Regions from separate parts of the Mus musculus genome. Here region 2 is linked to region 1. Evidence: chromatin contacts called from public promoter capture Hi-C data. All regions are on one chromosome and are shown on one strand. Each heading gives the region's core, a stretch centred on a gene start, on an enhancer-like site or on the middle of the called end of the contact. The rest is flanking DNA. Distances are from core to core; before and after follow the strand shown.

Region 1 (3,605 bases), core at 602-3,101:
TGGCTGCCACCTAGTAGCCACCTGGTAGCCACTGGCTATTAAGTAATCAAAGCTGGTGAAATAAGCTTACGTTTAGACTTAAAGTGTCACGTTAAATGAGAAAGGTGTGTACGTTTGGAGAAGAAACTACAGGTGAAGTCTAGGCATCCGTTCCAAGCTGCCAACATGCTGAGTACAGATTCAACCCAGCAAAGAAGCAGCAGGGCAGCAGATATGAAGCAGAAAGAAAACAGACAAACAGCATTCTGGAAACCAAGTTAAAAGCACCCTGCAGGAGTGATCATCCACCGCTCTGCCCCCAGAGGATAAGGAGTAGGAACCGGAAATGACCTCTGTGTGAGGCGAAGGTGAAGTGGTGGGTGAGGTTGGGGAGAGGTGGGGATAAAAGGTTGATTAAAGTGAGTTCACCAAAAAAGGAAACGATTGAACACTTGCCTGGGTCAAGAATGCGAGAGGAGCTCAGGGGACAAGATTGGGAGCTTGAAGCAATCTTTGATATGATAGAAATGTTCCCAGCTTTGATTGACATCTGGGGGAAAGGTTTCAAGAGCTTAAGAAAGGCAGGTAACTAAAAATGAAGGTGTTTTGTTTTGTTTTGTTTTGTTTTGTTTTGTTTTGTTTTGTTTTGTTTTGTTTTGTTTTGTTTTGTTTTGTTTTGTTTTAAAGAAAGAATCAGGGAAGTGAGACAAAGTGAAGTTGCCAAGCTAGCGCAGAGTGAACCCTGTCCCAGTGCAGAGTGAACAGAGCACAGAGTGAACCAAGCCAGCACAGAGTGAAGGGAGAAAGAGAAACAGTGCGGGAACGAGGAGGGAAGCTCTCCCAGCATGCCTGTGCATGTATGGGAACAGGTTGGAATGGAGACACATTTGAGTGGAGGAGAAGGTTAATGAATGACAAGGTGTATTTACAGAGCAAGAAGAAGGCAGACAGGTAGTTGGTAGTCATGGGAGTAGAAAAATGGAGAATTTTCTTTTTGCCATTATTACTTCTAAAATAAATTATTAATCAAAGTTATAAAATGGGGCCCAAAAGGATTAAGTTTGAGGAGAAACGAGAAGACCTGAAACAATGGCTCCCACGCATGAGTGGGAAAACAGATGCGAAGAACATCTGCGATTCGGTTTCCACGTCACGTGATGATAAGGTGCCAGGTGAGCCTTTGTTTAAAGTCCCATTGTTTGGACACAGTTAAAGTGTATCATCTGGCAGTGCAGGAGGGAGAGAGAGTTGAAAGAGCATCCGCCGGCATGTTGTGGTGATGAGCTGCAGAGTCTGTGCCGTGTCAGTGATGAGTAAGCCTTCCAAGTGTAATGATTAATAATGGAGGAATAATCTTGCCATTCTGGTGTGTGACACCAGAGAAACCAGAGTGTGGCCACAGGGGAATGAGGAGGGCTGGTGATACACTAAGGTTCTCATGTGAATAAAAGGAAGTGGTGTTGATAGAAGAAAAAGGAACTGAGGGACCAAGTTGTTGCCTATATTTTGTGAGTGTGTGTGTGTGTGTGAGAGAGAGAGAGAGACAGAGACAGAGACAGAGAGACAGAGACACACAGAAAGACAGAGACACACACACAAAGAGAGACGAGACAGAGACAGAGAGACAGACTACATGAATCCACGAGCATCACCAGGCAGAAACTTAGTCGTCGAATTCTCTATCCTTTTTAAGATCCCCGTTCCCAGACCCCACTCCAAGTTGTCTAACTTACCACAGATCAGTAGCAGGAGCCAAGGTAGCATGAGGACCAGGCTGGGGATGGTAACTTGAAGGTGCCTCTCACCAAAAGAAAAAAAAGCAAAACCAGACTACTCACAGAGGTGTCACAGATAACTGCCCTCAGCTTCTCTGAGGTTTGAGGAAGTCGTGGTCGGAAGTTAACCTTCAGCACGAGTTTACAGAAATACAACAAAGCAACCTTGTCCAGTGTTCAGTTCTTCCTCCAGGAAGGCCCCAGAATGGAAGACACTCCTTCCTATGGCATGACTCAATTTCATGACTTGGAGCTTTTGGGTATCAGGAGATGCGGGCTTTCATTTTATAACTTTGATTAATACTTTATTATTAAAATATGAATATTCATGTATCTCAGGGGTTTCCAGTAGATGATCCAGGCTTTAAAGAGTCTCACTGAGCTTGAGTCCTGCCAGATTTCACACCACACACTGCCATCTTTGGTAAGGATATCTATTTAACTATCTGATCAAATGCACTGTCTTTCTCACAAGCTCCTATTGTGGTCTCTCTGTGTCTGACTCAGGAATGGAAGGGAGTATTCGCAGGTTATGTTCCGTGTCTGCTGCTATTGTATATTCTGATTTATATAGGGTCCAGCCATTCATATAGATATTTCCCCATGTTTAAAATTTCAATGTTCCAATAAATGACATGAGCCACTTTTTAAAAAGTCATAGGAAGTCATAGAGTGGAAGAGTTTGGAATAAAATGGAAGACTTGGATATGCACCAATTAGCCTCTGTGTACTGGAAAAGGCTCACCGTCATCACTAACTCTTGTATTTGTGTGACACCCTTCTTCCCTTACCCCAGTCAAGGGTAGGCAATTCCTGCTGTTGCTTCCTTTAGCATCTATATCACCCTTTCTCTGTCACCTGAAGCTTGTATGTGAGTCTCATTATGGATTACAGGGGAATAAACTATTTTATTTTTCCCATTTCTTGAATCTTTTATCATCTAATATTAAGATGATTTTTGACAAAGGTAAACTGATACAAATGCAATCATAGTAATTGTTCTACATTATTTGCATCATCTCAACATTGAGTGAGTGAGTGTGTGTGTGTTATTAAACATGGGGCCACAACATACACCTTGGGATCACGGTCTGCACTCTGAGGTTGCTGTCTGCACCCTGGGGTCACAGTCTGCACTCTGGGGTTTCCATCTGCACCTTGAGGTCAGAGTTTGTACCCAGGGATTGCAGACTGCACACTGGTGTTGCTGTCTGCACTCTAGGGTCGGCATACACCCTGGGATCACAATCTTCACCTTGTGAATGAGAATTGCTGGAAAGAAACCGTGCCTCAAATGCTGATTGACTGACTAGACCTTCAGTGATGTGGAGAGGTTGGAATGTTCCAAATCCAGGGGCAAATTATCTTGGGCATCTTTATCCCTCTTAATAACAACCTACTGATTGCTTTTGTACATGAACCAACCCCTTTTGTCACCATCATGTAAATCCTTTGGGAATGTACAAATAGAATGTTTCACCAACAAAATAGCTAACAATTCTATCAGGCTTCCCATCTCTGCTATAACCCGCCTACCTGATGCATTTGAAAGTGTGTTACTTTACGGTTTTTTTGCTGTTCCTATAAAAAGTTAATGAAATTGATACCTTGTTGGAGCATGGTATTTGGAGAAAGAATCTGAATCTGTGTTTCTGAGCCATGATTGCTCATATTCACTCCAGAAAACAATCTCTTTATTCCTTTGAGATAGGATCTCTTTCCTTCCTCAACAAGCCTATGAAGCCAGGTTCAGCCAGAGAGTCCCTATTCCATTGTCTCTCAGAGATCGGGGGATGGGCTGGCTTTGCTACATTCCTGGTTAGAAAATGCTAGTCAGCTGCAGCCACTCAC
Region 2 (4,214 bases), core at 816-3,315, 110 kb before region 1:
AGAGGGGTCAGCTAGACTCTGGAGTCTGAGCTGGAGAGGGCTGCACTGGCCTGGGCTTCTCCAGTGAGCAAGGAGAGTTGTTGGTGTACACTTCTCTTCTGGCTCAGGGGCTCCTTTCCAGGTTCATTGCCACTAAGCAGAAGCCTTTTCAGGGCCTGGGTATGTCTTAAATCTATGCATGACATTTTATCACCTGTTCTCCTATAAAATATGAAAAAGTTGGATGAGAGTAACAGTGTGCAGAAAACCTCCTTATCATTCCTGGGTATTGATTCTTCCTCCTCTCTGACACGCTGCCTGGCCCTGGGTGTTGTGTTTCATTAAAAAAAAAAAAAAAAAAAAAAAAGAAAAGAAAAAGAAGTCAGGGATATGTTTGGTAGAGGCACAGTATGGTGCTGGGAAGGGGGTGCCTCTGTGGGCCCATGCTGAGGCATCCCGTCCCCCTGAGAGACCAGTCACACGATGGATATAGTATAGAGTAGAGTTTATTTTAGGGCATGGGGAGGGGAGTTGAGAGAGAGTTGAGAGTTGAGAAGGGAGGGAGGGAGGGTTGGAGGGAGGGAGGGAGAGAGAGAGAGAGAGAGAGAGAGAGAGAGAGAGAGAGAGAGAGAGAGAGAGAGGGAGAGAGAATAGAGGAGTAGAAGAGAAGAAGCCAGCCATAAACATGTGGAGAGATGGGGGAGGGGAATGGGGAGAGAAGGGACAGAGAGGGAAGAGGGTTAGAGAGCAAGAGAGTAAGAGAGCAAGAGAGTGAGGAGGGGGCAAGTAGCCCCTTTTATAATGAGTCAGACATACCTGGCTGTTGCCTGGTAACTGTGGGGCAGAGCCTAGAAGAAATGTTAACACACTGGGAATTATTTCATAATGGTTCTTAGCAAACCCTAAAAACCAGAGGAGGTGACCACCTTCAGGAGAGTATGTATTGTGGAGTAAGACACAGGCTCAAAGGAACAAATGTGACTCTTGTATGTGAGGAGTTTCCAGCTCCCAGTGAAAAGACTCTCAGCCTTCAGATTCAGGAAACTCAATGAAAACCCTCTTTATAAAAGAACAAACAGTTTCTAGAACTAAAAGATCCTATGCAAATATGATGTGGTTGGTTTCGTTTAGCATTCTGTCACTGAACCACATTGTGTGTATGTGTGTGTCTGTGTGTGTGTTGTGAAAGGAGAAATGAAACTATCAGGGGACTGGTGAGAAAGAAGCACTGAGTCAGAGGGTGGGGGTGGGGGAATGAATGCTCAACACACAAGAATGTATTCTTGTATGAAGTTTTCAAAAAGAAAAGAAACAAAATAGTAAGAGCTAATGAGCTGAATGGTAGGAAGGCTTTGACTCGTATTACAAAGAACCCCAGCCAGCAATGAACATCCAGTGAGTTTCATGCAGCTTAGTGGACTGGATAGAGCACATTTGTGAAATAGGGCTGTGGAATGATCAGTGAGCTCTTCAGCGTCATTTAAAATAGGGAGCTTTTGTGACAGAATGGAGACCATTCCATTTCTGGATGCTCTTTAGCAGGTGAAATATATTAAAGGGAATCTATAACAGGCTCTTAGACATTGCTCTTAATGAAAAGCACCAACTCCTCTCTGGGGCCTGTAAGGTGACTCAGAGCTGAGTGAAAGTCTAGCTTTTGGGACTTCAGTTTTTATTGTTCCCCACCCCCGACCCCGTTCCTTCAAACTTTATGCTTAACTGGACAGTTAACTTGGGCATGCTAATTACCGAAGGAACATCTGTCTGAGCAGCCGTGTGATGCATTGCTATAATTCTAGACATGGGAGGCTGAGGCTGGAGAATCACCAGTCAGAAGGCAGGCTTAAAACTGTCTCAAAAATGATAATACTCTCAGTTCTCTTCAAGGCTAAAGAAACAAAGATGTGTGTAATCAAAGAATGCTGCCACACCCTCATCAAGATTCTAAATCTGTGTTCATCTTGTATTCCAGACACATCAGAACCTACAAACAAATCATTCCATCATGAGATAGCCTAAGTAGGAGCAATCATCTCATGGGGAACAAGACTGCTCCCTTAGCAAGAAGGACTTCTTTGGGCCACATGGCTGAATCAGACTGTAGAGAATGAGTAACTGGAACACTCTTGGACCAAGATGGCTTACTTATATGTGCTTCTCATCACTGCCTCAATTCTTCCTCTATTTAATGTTAAAACTCATGCCAGGACCATGAAGGTGGGCTCCAGTGTTTTGTGCCTCTCTAAACAACTGTTTTGATAAAATATTTTCTTGCCTCTCATCTTACTTTTCTTTGCTTTCTTTGGTAAGTGGCTTAACCTGGTACATTGAACAGGAGCCAGCCTCTGGTCTTGAACTATAGTTACATACAATGTTGTCTTCAGGGCATTGGGCTTGGAAAAAAAAAAAGAAAATGGAAGACTAGAGACTCTTGCTTGCACTGTAGCTAACATCTAGGCTTCTATCAAAATTTGTGCTACCTGAAACTGAATAGATCCACTATAAGTCTTTTCCACACTACCCCATTAGGCACCCAGACTTTCCATGTCCTCCTCCAGGCTCTAGCCTGGGTCTCACATTCTGTGCCTTGGCCTACTCTGACTAAACAATCTATACCACAGCCAAGCTCTAGGTTTCTGCTGAAATCTGACCTACCCAAAGCCCCTGTCCCCAGTTCTTTGTTGGGCCAACTCTACAACCTCAAAAGATATCCCATCTTTGTGAAGATGAGGCTTCCCCAAATATCCAGATTTCCCATGTCTTCCTCAAGGGTCTAGCCTAGTGTGTATCCCTGACCTCCCATTTATACCCTTTCCACAGTCCAGAGGATTTCGCCTTGATCTCTTAACCTTCCCACCGACATACCCTGCCTTCACTGTAAAAGATCCCTAGGCAGGATCCTCTCACTACATATCCCCAAACTATAGGACTCTACCATGCCATATCTAACCTTTCTACCCATCACTCCATGATTGGAACAGGAAACACATCTTCTATGCCATCCCAGTTCCCTCTGTCTACCTGACTTCAATTCCACTAAGCCATTTCTAACATCTAGATCCAACCTGCACCCACATCTTCCCTTCCACCCCAACATTTTCTGTCCATAGGAAACTTGAACTAACAAAGGAAGTTCACATGCTCTACTCATTGCAATAATAACAGTATGAAGAATCAAACCACCATCTTCTCTCTAAAATGTACCCGTTTTGTAGAAATGTTTAACAATGAGAATTACCTAGATGAACCTCAGAACACAGAATTTGAAAGAACCATTATAAACTTCCTCAAAGAGCACAAGGAGTTTAAAGATAAAACAAAGAACCAGCTTGCTGAAATCAAGAACAAAGAGCTTAAGAAAAATAATTGTTTGACTGATGTCCAAGAAACCACAAACTGGTGGTTTCAAGAAAGCATAAGGCTGATGGAAATGATAAAGATAATCCAAGGCTTGAGAACAGAATTCAATCAGGAGATAGAAATATTGAGGAAGACTCAAGCTGAAATGAAGATAGAATTGAAAAAGATACAATTTGCAAAACACATGAAACTGAAGAAGAATGAAGACCAAAGTGTGGACACTTTGCCCCTTCTTAGAATTGGAAACAATCACCCATGGAAGGAGTTACAGAGACAAAGTTTGGAGCTGAGACAAAAGGATGGACCATCTAGAGACTGCCATATCCAGGGATCCATCCCATAATTAGCCTCCAAAGGATGACACCATTGCATACACTAGCAAGCGTTGGCTGAAAGGACCCTGATATAGCTGTCTCTTGTGAGACTAGGCCGGGGCCTAGCAAACACATAAGTGGATGCTCACAGTCAGCTATTGGATGGAGCACAGGGCCCCCAATGGAGGAGCTAGAGAAAGTATCCAAGGAGCTAAAGAGATCTGCAACCCTGTAGGTGCAACAACATTATGAACTAACCAGTACCCCGGAGCTCTTGACTCTAGCTGCATATGTATCAAAAGATGGCTTAGTCAGCCACCACTGGAAAGAGAGGCCCATTGGACACGCAAACTTTATATGCCCCAGTACAGGGGAATGCCAGGGCCAAAAAATGGGAATGGGTGGGTAGGGAAGTGGGGGGCAGGGTATGGGGGACTTTTGGGATAGCATTCTAAATGTAATTGAGGAAAATATGTAATAATAAAAAAATTAAATAAAAAAGAAAAAGATAATAGCTAAAGTTCTACTGTAGAAATTCACAGTAGAACTTTACAAGTCAAA

What was found. Promoter capture Hi-C pulls out the DNA fragments that hold promoters and counts their contacts.
Region 2: a promoter capture Hi-C map of macrophages shows a contact between it and region 1, with 5 read pairs. The contact joins the enhancer-like site here to the promoter of Fcrl1 in region 1. A contact is called at or near these places in 18 of 39 promoter capture datasets (the 3T3-L1 cell line, 3T3-L1-derived adipocytes, the C10 cell line and 13 more), 2 of 15 datasets of contacts at CTCF or cohesin (CD8 T cells and large pre-B cells), 3 of 484 Hi-C or Micro-C datasets (B cells, LSK cells and bone marrow-derived macrophages), 7 of 115 datasets of contacts at active chromatin or transcription factors (the 230-238 cell line, CD8 T cells, bone marrow-derived macrophages and 2 more) and 4 of 9 other capture datasets (adipose tissue, bone marrow-derived macrophages, liver and 1 more).

What each region holds. Positions count from the first base shown.
Region 1 is chr3:87,374,633-87,378,237 of GRCm38.p6, reverse strand. Fcrl1 (Fc receptor-like 1) reads right to left here and starts at 1,851. Exons shown (of 10, transcript NM_178165.4): 1 at 1,713-1,851. The coding sequence starts at 1,743. It overlaps Gm31940 (a long non-coding RNA gene), which reads left to right and starts at 635. Exons shown (of 3, transcript XR_867410.3): 1 at 635-1,151; 2 at 2,094-2,178.
Region 2 is chr3:87,485,067-87,489,280 of GRCm38.p6, reverse strand. Gm40085 (predicted gene, 40085) reads left to right here. Exons shown (of 2, transcript NR_168327.1): 2 at 1,952-2,260. It also overlaps a transcript of Fcrl5 not described here. Among named protein-coding and RNA genes, the nearest start is that of Gm40085, 25 kb to the left of the region's middle. Within about 2 kb of position 2,065, at least 52 of the 459 cell types and tissues checked have an H3K27ac peak or open chromatin away from gene starts, as enhancers often do. A contact at or near this core is called in the 230-238 cell line, B cells, CD8 T cells and 2 more, where this site is marked.